Linked DNA regions of Gossypium hirsutum: region 1 is linked to region 2. Evidence: chromatin contacts called from public Hi-C data. All regions are on one chromosome and are shown on one strand. Each heading gives the region's core, a stretch centred on a gene start, on an enhancer-like site or on the middle of the called end of the contact. The rest is flanking DNA. Distances are from core to core; before and after follow the strand shown.

Region 1 (6,732 bases), core at 3,295-5,794, 60 kb after region 2:
CTTATTTTCGAGCATTTCTTACCTATTGTAGGTTCAAAAAAGCATGGAGAAATGATAGATTGATATATATGCAAATAAGGCAACTTTTTACTCCAACGAAAGATTTGTCCGTTGGAGCAACACAGTTACCTGATAAATATTAAGGTTGCAAATTTCTATGGAATATAAAAGAAGAAAATAAAGACCTAAGTTCAAGGAAAGTGTGGAGAAAAAGAGGAGAAGCCACCAAAGCCTCCAAGCATCAAAGATTGACGGAAATAATTGAGAAGACTCGATTTCTCCATCTATTTTCTTTATTGTTTATGTTTCTATGCTTAGTTCTTGTTTTTATTTTCAATATTTTTTTCCAATTTTTCCATGAACTAATTTTTTTTTCTAGAATTGCAATGAATTTCATGTTTAGATAATTGAATAATTCTCTATTTTCATCTCTTTTTTGTTCTTGATAGAGTTTTGATTATTTATTTATTCTTGTTCTTTATTGATAATAGTCTGGCCAACTATTAATCCAACAAAACCTAAAGAAATTGGAAAATGACTTTTTGTTTTAGGTCTAAAATGAATAACTCTTGATTGAAATTAAATAAGTCAAATCTTGATTCGCAATTAGAATAGGAATATACCTAAATTACATTGCCTAGTATAACTAGGGTTTGGTCTTAATCAATTTGTTTTAAATTATTGGTATATGAATATAACTCAATAATTAGGTTAAGTTAATTCTTTAATTGCTTGGGAGAGAATTGAGAGAAATTTTGTACCCAAATTAGTAATTAACTATACATTAGATGAAATTGTAATCCCGACCTTTTATTATTGATTAATTATTTCGTTTTAATTTTTTTTGCTCATTTTTGTTTATTTGATTTATATTAAAAATTTATGTTATCGATATATTAAGATAAGTAATAAAGTAACAACATAATTAGTAATAACTCTTTGTGGGAACAATATTTTTTATACTACTTTTCACAATACGTATACTTGACTGTTGAATATTCGAACAACAATATGTGTTTATTTATTTATTTTTATATTTTTAATATAATTCAATGAATACTTGTCATTATCAAACCCTTTTAATTTTTTTTCTTTTCACAAACAATGCATCAAATAATAATCCTAAAAATTCAAGATACAATAACTGATTTATCAATTGTGCTTTAAATTTTTAAAGTGATGGAGAACGAATAGTTTTTTATTTTCTTGTCAATAATTTATTTTATCAATTTAAATATAAAAATTAATTACAAAACACTTAATCAATATTTCATTAAATAAAATTAGATAATTAAGAAATTTTATTTTAATAAAAGGTTTAATTTTAATGGTAATAAAAATAATTAACATTTTACTTTAATAAAAATAGAATTAAATAATTAATTTTAAAATTATTAAAGGCATATATGTGATTTGTTTTTGCAATTTTAAAGTTGATATGATTATAGGTTATAAATATCCATTTCCAATCAAACGGTTTAGCTAACAACTAATTATCACTTTTCATTTTATTTTTTGAAAAAAATATTTGATAAAATGCAACTTTTAAGCAATAGTTATAGAAAATAATTTTAAAGTAATAGTGGAATAAAAAAAAATTATAAGCGAATTTAGGTTGATGTCATTTGTTTTTAAGATATAATAAAAAAGTAATAAAATAATTAAAAAAAAAAAAGGAAAAATATTTGTTATCACCTTAGATATCTCATTACTTTAATAAATGTTTAAAAGAGTTATAGACATCCATTATTAATGTTAATGTATTTATAACAGTTAGATATTTATATGATTTCCTTTGAGAAAAAGGTTAGATATGGCATCAATCCATTCTGCATATCAAAAGCTGAAGCATGGGATACATGTAAAACAAATGTTCATAAGGGGAAATTGAAGTTTCATTTATTACTCCTCGAGATTAAGATTTGTGAGGTTTGGTTATAAAATAAAAATTAAAAATACCAACACACACACTCACACACTCCCCCTATCTACACAATGCATTGGAAATCATTGTTGGACTGTGGCTGGCTGCTCAGAAAAATAAAAAAAGAGAGAGGAAGAATTGCGGTTTGGTTTGTACTACATAATCCACAATCAGTAGACTTCCACATTCCATTGCTCAGATTTCTTCAACTGCCTTTTGTATTCAATCCAATCAATACCTGAAAAAAAATGTCCAAAGACAGATTTAGATTGGAGGTGTATGTATGTATATATAATTCATGGAGATTTATTAATTAGTGATCTGGTAAAAGAATTGGGTTCTGCTTTTTTTTTTTTTTTGGTTACCATCTGCTGCAGCAAGTGAGACCATTATGTCATCAATTCCCTTCTCCATTCCTTTCAACCCACACATGTAAACAAAGGTGTTATCTTTCTTCAGCAATTCCCATAGCTCTTTTGCATATTCAGCCATTCGGGTCTGAATGTACATCTTTTCTCCTTTCTCATTTGTTTGTTCTCTGCTCACAGCAAAGTCCAGCCTGAAGTTGTCTGGATACGTCTCCTTCATTTTCTCAAATTCCTGTTATATAACATTTCACTTTTCGTTCAAAGAAGCAAAACCACCAGATTCCCAGTATCAGATGTTTTTCTTTTCCTAGCTTGCATGCTTACCTCCTTGTACAACAATGAGCTACTTGTAGGAACACCGAGGAACAGCCATGCCAAACCATTGAACTACAAGTTTTTTCAAGTCACTCATTAGTACAATAATATATGTTAGCCTTGGTGAGTTAAGTTAAGGCCACAGGTCATAACAGGCTTCACTTCTTAGCTTAAAATGGATGCATGGATATAAAGGTCATAATTGTTTCTTTTGTACCTTGTAATCTTCATGCCTTTCAAAGAACATTTTCCATAAAAATGATCGAAAGGGAGCGATACCAGTTCCTGTAGCAAGCTGCAGTTAAAGAACTCAGTGTGAAAATGTTGCTTTGGAGCAGCAGTTTATCAATATAATGGAATATACAATGAATGCATGATAACAGCTTGGTAAAATACAAACCATGATGATTGTGGCATCGGGATCTTTTGGCATAAGCATTTCCTTTCCAATAGGTCCTGTGATTTTAACTTCTGCCCCAGGTTTCATGTCACCTGAAGATACGAATTAAACATAATTTTAGGTACAAGAGTGACCAATGCCCGGTGATAGAGAAGGAGTTGCAGATATTATGATTCCAACTCCAAATCTATTGGATGCCACCTTTTAAGAATGGCCGCATAAACTAACTGACCAAAGCTCCGGGTTCATCATCTTTTGACACCGGTTGTTCTAAACAATAGTAATACATTATGATGAAACATAGAAGTCCTGCATTCTTACATAAGAAATTTGAGCAGACTCCTTTAACAAGTTCTCCTTTCTCGTTGGTGTATACAAGACGTTTCACACATAGGGATACCTGCGATAATACAATGAGACCATTCAGAAAACCAAAAATGAATAAGAAAATAAAAAAAACAAACAGAAACCAGAAGAGCTGAATGCTATTAGTTATGTAGACTTGGGTGGCTCAGAGCCTATCAGCAATTGATTTGTATCTTAATCTGGAAAGGAAATTAACTTCTAAAGGAAAACTCACAGTTCTGGAGTCCCCAAAGTCACCAAGAGCACTGCTAGCAATGGAGTATAATCTCAGTTTATGAGGTTTCCCATTCTTGTCAACGCCATCTGGAATCACTCCAATGGATTGTCCTTCTCTGTAAGGAACCTCTCCTGATCCAATCCAACTAGCTAGTCAACTAAGAAGAAAGAGTCTTTCTTTTTTTTTTTTCCCTTTATCTAATTAATCATCTCAAGAACGGCAACTTTTCATTCCTTGATCAACAAAAACTCGCATTGGTGCACATAAAACTCTGTATCTGCATTTTTTTTTCACAGACATGCAATTATCTTGAAGAGTATAATTTGAGATGAATTGCATACCCTCAGTGCTGAAGACCATGTGCCATGTCTCTCCAGGAGCATCATCACCGGTGATCTTAGTATTTAGAAGGCACCTGCCAATGTAAGGTTCCTTTGGCTTGAACTTGTTAACCACAACACCTTCATCATTTTTCTTGGATTCCTTTACAACTTTAGCAGGAGCTTCAGTTGTAACTGGGCTCGCACTGAAACCACTCTCCCTCCACTTGAAACATCCCGGTAGTAAAAAGAAACCTGAAAAACAACCACCAAAAAAAGCAGGTGACCAACTCCCAACATGTATGAAGTTTTTACATATATTAATTACAAAAGAAAAGAAAGAAGTTTACCTTCTTGAATGTGATTCTTTCAGGAGAGATGATAGAGGTTCGAGTAGTAAAAGAGGTGGAGTTGGTAGAAGGAAAGGAGACTGCAGCAGTTACGGCAGCCATGGGTTTTGGAAAATGAAGAGGTGAGGAAATGTTATTTGATGGATGGTTTGGTGAAGAAGGAATGAGATGAGGTGAGGAAATCTTAAAAGTATATGGTTTTGTGCTCTATTTCATTGGGTTTGGATGATGAATTGGGTGGAGGAGATTTGAAGGGCAATGCAGTGGCCTCTATAAGGATAAGTCCATGTGTAAATGCATTACTCTTACACCACCATATATCCATAATCACCATTGAATTTTTTTTAGAGCAACTTTTGATTCCAAATCCAAGGATAGGGGATGGCAATAAGTAAGGTTAAAAGTTAATTAAACTGGTTAAAGTTAAGGTGTAAACGGATTATTAGTTATTAAAATTCATAACTAAACCGAATGACTAACTTACATATATTATTTTTAATTATTTTATATATATAATATAATATAAGTTGATTGATCGTTTTTATCGTTTGATACTAAATTATTTGGATTAAGACAGTAAAAATCAATCGAAGACGATTGGTATAATTAAACAAAAAAATCCATCCAAAAGCAAAATGAAATGGAAGAAGGAATTGGGGACCCAAAGATGGCATTGGGTTAACTCATCTCAGTCCACCAAGGCAATCCATGGACAAATCGCCATCCCAAAGTACAAGTTGGACGTCATTTTCAGTAATGCAAGAAATGACATTGAATATCACAAGCTGGATCCATATAAAAACAACTCTCAATGAACAAAAGAATATATAAATATATAACTTTCCGTGTTGCATAGTATCATCGAATCTGTCTCTATTAGCTTATGAATTCCTACCTTTTGACATCTATTAAATTTATTTTTCGTGTACTTTTACTTTTCTGGGGAATCAAAAGGCAAAAAATAACAAGCATCAAGTATCCCTAAACCAGGGCCTACTTGACCTGTTTTAGCCTTCAAGCTTGATGGGTAGAAATCTGCTTAATTTTTATTAATTTCAGCTAATAAAAAACGTGGGGTTTCTTATTATTCTTACCACATTTCGCTGTAATACGAGGCAAAAACCCAGTCTTCTCCTGTGGGTGGATTTTGACAAGTCTGTTGTTTTTTCTCTACTTGAAATTGTTAATTACATTTTGGAACAGGGCAGTTTTGACCAAGAAAAGTTCATGATAAGCTGCTGATAAACAACTGGGTAAGAGGTATAAATGCAAGCAGTCAGCTCTGCCTCTGCAGTAAAAATACATGTCAGAATCTGAGTCACCTTCCATGTGAGTGGCAGCCTAGATGACATAATCCAGAAAAAGTAGTGGTAAGTTAAAAGAGCTGGTTCTGACAGAGCCCAAGCCCCGCATAACAGAGGTCGAATCATTCTTTTACGGTGGTTAGAAGATAGACACCCCCACTAAAATTTCAGACCAAAAAAATTGAAATGAATGACCTGCTACATATCATGGAACTTATTTCTACCCTTACAACAGCCATGCAACTCAAGGCAATACAATTCTGCATATGACTGAAAAATACTTCATGGAAGAACAGTTCCAGCTGTATGTACAGTTGTCCCAAACAAGAAATCACAATGGAAAAGCGATTGAATCAATTGAATCTCCTTGAACCTCTAGACTGATAGAGCTCCAATCTACTTTTGGCTTCATGTAGAAGTGTGTCCACTGTTTCATCCTGGGTCATGTTGGATTGCTTGGATGCCCATTCCAGCACTGTCAGCACTCCAGCTTGGGCGAGTTCTTCGCTATCCGGTACATGGAGGGCAATGTAGCATAGAAGAAGTAATGCTGAGTGCTGAACAATTTGTTCCCCAAAATACACTAGTTGAATCAAATGCTTTGCACCTCCCGCACTAATGATTGCCTTGGAGTGATCAAGGTGTAGATAGTTGTTGGTGCAAGCGAATTTGGTAAGAGCAATGGCAGCCTCCTTGGAAACTTCAGCTTCCCTCTCATCCAGAAGTTTAACCAATGGGGAAATCATCCTTGTTTCCGTTGCTCTAAACGTCCTTGCCAAATTACCAATAGCCTTTATGCAAGGTATCAGCAACTCCGAATCAGCCTTCTCTATTATCAGGAAAAGCTGATCCACAACAAGCTTACAAGCATGAGAATTTGGCTTAAATGCAGACCTTCTCAAATCAGTATCCTGCTCTGCCACTGCTGTAATCTCCATCAATGCCATAGCCGAATTCAACTGCACTTCACCGGTTCCTTTTTCCAACAAAACAGCAAAGCATAACAGCGCTCTGGACTCTGTAATGCTCCGACAGACACTTGAATTCCCCTTAGCAAGATAGCATAAAGCTCTAGCTGCCATCGCCTTCATATAAGCCTTGGTAGCAGTGTCCTCCAATTCCCTTCCCTTAATATTCGCCCCGGAAATCGAACCATTCAGCTGCTGCT
Region 2 (5,908 bases), core at 516-3,015:
TTCCATGAAATGCTTGTCGAGTTGTGATTCTTCTAGCACCGAGTATAGTATTGTGATGAGAACTTAACTATAAATATTAGGAGTTCGAGCTCTTTAGGACACTTATTCCTTTAGCTTTAAACTTACCATCATAATTACATATATAAAAAAAATTGTATTATACCCAATTGGATGGGTATCAATAATACAAAAAAAAAATACAAAATAATGAAGCTACTTTATTTATTTGAAGTGTTATTCCAGAAGCTTGTGAGTCGTGTAAGCTTTCTGGACAGGGGCATAGCTAGGGGGCTGGCATGGGCCTCGGCCCCTCTAAAATGTAAAATTATATTTTTGGCCCTTTAAATTTTTTAAAAATTTTAAATTAGTAAAGATAAAATTATACTTTTACTTCCCTTAAAATTATAAAAATTTAATTTAATCCTTTACAAATTATAATGATATACATCCGACTCTCCTAAAAAAAATTTTTGACTTCGCTTCAATTTTTGGACAAGCTTGATGTGAAGCTATTGGACATATTGTTGGAAAGAAGGAAAAGATATGGGTGATGAATGATGATTATGCGCTTTGTAATGTTTTCCACTTCTCGATCGGTCCCATCATAGTCCATGAAACGTGTTGCTCTCCACTACAAGTCAAACACGTGTTCTTCATGCATCCTCTACTGCCTTTATAAACGAAAGGGTTGAGGAAAAAACAAAAGTCCCTCAGGCTTGCAATTTCAGACCATGATTTTATACGTTATTTCTGAAACAAGAATGATGGGCTCTTCTGAATTTAACTTTATAATGTATGTATCTGAGTCTGGAACTGGGTGAGGCCTGCGTAATCTCATTATGAACCCAAATCTTGCTCCAATAAGGTCCACTTTAATATCAGTAGTTGATGTATTATATAGTAGTAATAGGTATGGGCTTTCTCTTCTGTGGCTACTATGGGATCTTAAGTATAGCGAATAAAGAGGATAAAGAATCGACAAATGGTGAGCCATCGTCTCATTCGGCCGTCAAATTGTATTTTATTCATAAAAATAAAACTGAGCCACAAGAAAACAATGTAGGTTGCAAGTTCAAGTTGATTTTTTTGGTACAAGTCAAAAACATCAAGTTATGGCCATGTGAAACTAATGAAGGCTTTTGAAACACCTATAGCCCAACGGGAGGTTTCTCTTTTCATGTTGTCCACGTCTAAAGTTTGCCACATGATGTTGATCTCAAGGAGAAGGAATTTGATATCTCCAATTGCCGGTTGTAGCTTCCATCCAAAATTGGAACGTCTTGTGATAATATTCCGCCATTTCTTGCTGGATTTGGTTAATTTGCAATAATTAATACCAAAAGGTCTTAGCAGAATAAGAGCAGCTCTGAGAATGAGAATGCCCACAAGAGCTTTGCTATTGGTTTTGAAGCTTTGAACAATTGTCAGTTGAAAATTGTTGGGGTCTTGGGCCATGGCAGCTCCTCCAATTAGGTTGTTCTGTCTGTTCTGAATGATGTAGAGAGACAGTAGCCATTGTTGGGTGTTGAGGATGATAACTGGAGAGAAAGGTAACGTTCTTTGGTTGGGAGAAGGTGGAGAATTGTTTGAGAATGAGGAAAGGGTTTATTGGGTTAGGTCAGAGATAATTTTGGTTGCCAACAGAGGGGATGTGCTAGAGTTTTTAAAGATAAGGTTACTTTTGAAGTTTCTAGATGGTCCATAGTGTGCAGGTCGTGGCGGTGTATTTACTTCTTCAAGATTCTGCTGGATTATCATTTTCTTAACGTCATTAGAGTATCTATCTAGAGATGGGGATGCCGACTAAGGAGTCAGTTCGAAAGGTCAGGGGGGATCCAGACCAAACTACCCTTGCGAAGGTTCAATTGAGGAAGAGATGATCCGAAGTTTCTTTATCAGTTCTGCAGAGGTAGCAAATTGGGTCATTGGTCGAAAGTCTCCTGACAAGAAGATACTTAGTTGGAAGGTTGTTTTTGCAAATTTTCCACAAAAAGATGATGATCTTAGGGTATCTTTAAATGCCAAAGGTTTTTCCATGCGGATTGTTATGGTCTTTCAAGAGCTACACCATGATAGCTCTTGTAAATTAGTGAGTAAGCGCTTTTAACCAAAAAAAGACCTTTGAAGTCATCCTTCCAAATGATTCTATCTTGTCCATATTGGATAGAAGTAGTTCTAGTGATCAAATCAACAACTCTATCGGGGTCAAGGAGGCCTAGGGCCTTGGATTGATCGACGGTGAATTTATAAGGGATAATGTAGGAGTTTGCTGGGAGTCAAATACTTGATGCCCAACTGTGTCGATTAGAGGCTTGAGTGGGTCAGCTGATATCCAACTATTTTGACCGCTCCATAGTTGGATATCTTACCCTTGTTACAGATATCCCTACCAGAAAGAATGCTTTTCCACACCCATGAATCGAATGGTTTAGGTTTAACAAGTTCAAAAGGATCTTTGCAGCAGTATTTGCAGTGAGAACTTTGGTCAAAAAGCAATGGTTGTCGGTGAGGATACGCCAGGCCACTTTCAAAGGAAGGGCTGCATTGAATCAAGTTGATTTAAATATATCACTTTTATGGCACACTTAATATGTGAAAGGGAAATAAAATTTTAATTAAATTAAATACATGAGAAAAAAAGTAGGAAGTAGTCATTTTTATTTTTATTTTTAAAATAAATTTAGAAAATACGGAATTAGACTTTTTGATTTATTAAAATTAAAAGACTGAAAAACCTCTCCCTTCATTTTTTTATGGTGATTTTAATTTAAACTTTTAACTAAAACTATTTATATCAACCAACTTGCTTTTAAAGTCTGTGAAATTAATACTAGTATTTTGGTTATTTTAAAAAAAATAGGGTAAATTATACAAATGGTCACCAGACTATATTCATGTTCTTGTTTTAGTCATCCAACTTTAAAAGTTTTTAGTTTAGACACTAACGTTTAAATCCGTTCCTATTTTAGCCACCTATCGTTAAATTGTTAACAGAAAGCCTTTTTCTAACTAGTATAATAACACCTTTACTCCTCATTACTTACATATTTTATCAATTTGATCTTAATTCTAAATAATTCAATAAATTCCAACCTTCATATTTATAAATTCTATCAATTTGATCCTCAAACTTCTTAACCAAAGCTTTTAGCTTTTAAAACAAACACGTTCCTCATATATAAATCTGTAAAACCCAAAAAGGGGAAAAAAAACTTCTCAAACTAACGAGTTGTTTTTCGAGCCAATTTTTTATACCAATGAGTTTATCTTGAAAAAAATTTTCTTTTCTTTTTTTCATTAGTTTTCTTTTAAATATAATATTTTATAACCCTTTGATCGATAAAATTTTGGCTAAAGAAAATGAAAAAAACCTTAAAAAACACTTTAGATTTACTCTTACTATTAGTAGTAAAATATTTCCTTTTAAGGGACATAGAAATAGTTGTCGAAGTTGGTCTTTGAAATTGGAAATCAAATTCAGAATTAAAAAATATTACTTTGAAAATTCCCATTGTTCAAGCAATAATTATATAAGAAAATTTATGAACATTTAATTTTTTTTATAAGAAAACAATGTGAAAGAATTAATTGAATTTCCTTTTTCCATATTGATAATGATTTTTAAAATTTTATAAATTGGATAAGAGGTTATTATGTGTTCTATATATTTTTAGTTATTTATTTTTAATTTTAAAATCCACAATAAGTAATACATATTACTAATAATCTAATTTAGTATCAAATCACTTACCAAATTAGTTAAAAATTAAAATTATGCTATAGTGAAGATCTTATTTTTTACAAATATTAAATTATTTATATAATTTTGTTATATATTATGTTTTTAATATTTGTCTTTTCTATTGTTTTTAAAGGTCTTTAGTTAATTTCTAACACTAACTTCTTAAAAATATAAACAAAAAGGGTTATATATCGAGTTGGATAATTTCAACCATAAATAAAATAACAAATAGACATAGAATACATCTATTTTAAAAGTTTAAAGCTTTGGTTAGGAAGTTTATAGCCAATTATAATCCAACGCATATTCAATGATTTTATAATTTCTAAAACTTTCATGACATATTTAAATATTAATATTTTCTAAATGTCATATCAGCACCATCAATGACATGTCATCATTGACAAAATAGTCATGTGCCGCATCATCCATTCGAATTCCCCGAGTAGCAAACATTACCTCACTATTTCGTGGAGTATTTGATTCCATCGAAACCTTTTGTGTTGGAAGAACATGGTGACACAACCTGATCGTATTGTGTCCTTTGTTGATTCATTTTTTGCATGTTTGGAGTGATACGAATGTTGTGTTTCAATAGGTTCAATGTGCCTTTTCCAGACAATCTTTACAAGTGCAACACCAAACAAGACCTGCGATTGGATACTTTAAGTGCAATGTGGATGTTGTTATCTTATTGGATTGGCAAGTAATGATATTGGCAGCTATTTCATCAAGTGTAACATTGTTTTGGTGCAAGTTGGGATGGATTTGATATTGGCTAAAACTATGGTCATTTGTGAGGCTCTCTCATGGCTCAAGTCCTTTCACGTTGACAACATCATGGTGGAGCCTGATTGTAAGGTAGTCATTGATGCGTTATGTGTAAAATCTTTCGGATCTAAATATTATGTAAGTCAAATCCTTAAATTTGCATAAACAATTATTTTAGGATATTTAGAATAATATGATTTTCACAAGCTTAAGAAATACCTGATGCAAAATTGGAATTGACCATTAGACTTGATGAAGAATATGAAGAACACTCAGTAAATTAATTTCTCCCTTTTGACATCTTCCATTAATTACACAAACCCTAAGTAATGAAGGCTATAATCTTTAATGATTTTTTTTGTATGTAAAACCCTAATAGTAGAGAGAGGATCCATTTATAATGATCAACTGTTAATTAGGTGCGTCCATCAAGTAACCAAATGAATAGACAGAATTTAACTTCTATTCAAAGTAAAACTCTTATCTCTTTTAAACTAGGCCACATTATTTTAGACTTAATTGGGTTCACATAATTCGGCTAAAATCATACATTCTCCCCCTTGGCCCAATGAGGTAAAACATAAACTTTAAATGTTAAGCACGCATAAAAATAACGCTCATCATAATTGCCACATTATAGTGAATTGAAAATGTGTTATGATGGTCGTACATAGTTTAAGTCACATGCTTCCTTCCATATACTACAACATTGCAACTTAATACTCCCTTTTTGTATAATAACAATTCCTGTGTTGAACAATTATACATATTAAATCTCTCTGAAACTCTTTCCATATAGTTTTTCTAAGATAAACCTAACAATCTTTATGATCTATCACAGAATATTTCAATTCCTATAACATAGAATGCCTCTCCCGTGCCTTTCATTTCACTTTCATTCTACATCATTCTTTAGACATTGCATGAGACTAAATTTGTCCCCTTTTTGTATAAGAACAATTCTTGTTGAATAATTATACATATTAAATCTCTCTAAAACTCTTTCCATATAGTTTTTCTAAGATAATCCTAACAATCTTTATAATCTATCACGAAATATCAATTCCTATATGATAGGATGCCTCTTCTATATCTATCATTCAAAGTTATTTGAGGGAAAAACTTTCGTCTCGTGCAATATACTAATGAAACTAGATCTTTATTAATTCCAAGATCAAGTGTAAATAAACTACATAATCATCAGGAATGGTTGGTTTTCTCTCATTTTGAGATTTCTTAATGGTATCATTTAATTTTTCATCAGTCCTTTGTGAGTTAGTTTCTTTTAGGGGTGTTTTATCATTGTTGTTCAACACTATTTGGACATTCATTAATTGTTGAAACGATTTTTGTGATAGTTGTGGATAAAGGGACTTTTATAGGTGTAGGAAATTA

What was found. A called contact is a pair of places that touch in the nucleus more often than the background predicts.
Region 1: a Hi-C map of leaf shows a contact between it and region 2, with 2.4 times the contacts expected there. The contact joins the promoter of LOC121211310 here to the enhancer-like site in region 2. A contact is called at or near these places in 6 of 34 Hi-C or Micro-C datasets (callus, hypocotyl and leaf).

The regions. Positions count from the first base shown.
Region 1 is chrA12:13,871,731-13,878,462 of Gossypium_hirsutum_v2.1, forward strand. LOC121211310 (ferredoxin--NADP reductase, leaf isozyme, chloroplastic-like) reads right to left here and starts at 4,545. Exons shown (of 10, transcript XM_041083986.1): 1 at 4,261-4,545; 2 at 4,111-4,165; 3 at 3,932-4,108; 4 at 3,588-3,721; 5 at 3,329-3,407; 6 at 3,008-3,099; 7 at 2,825-2,902; 8 at 2,617-2,679; 9 at 2,290-2,524; 10 at 1,878-2,162. The coding sequence starts at 4,362. The coding sequence ends at 2,095. It overlaps LOC107945803, which reads right to left. Exons shown (of 1, transcript XM_016879932.2): 1 at 5,469-6,732. The coding sequence ends at 5,918.
Region 2 is chrA12:13,814,481-13,820,388 of Gossypium_hirsutum_v2.1, forward strand. No RefSeq gene overlaps it. Among protein-coding and RNA genes, the nearest start is that of LOC121211308, 5.7 kb to the right of the region's middle. Within about 2 kb of position 1,766, at least 9 of the 9 cell types and tissues checked have an H3K27ac peak or open chromatin away from gene starts, as enhancers often do. A contact at or near this core is called in hypocotyl and leaf, where this site is marked.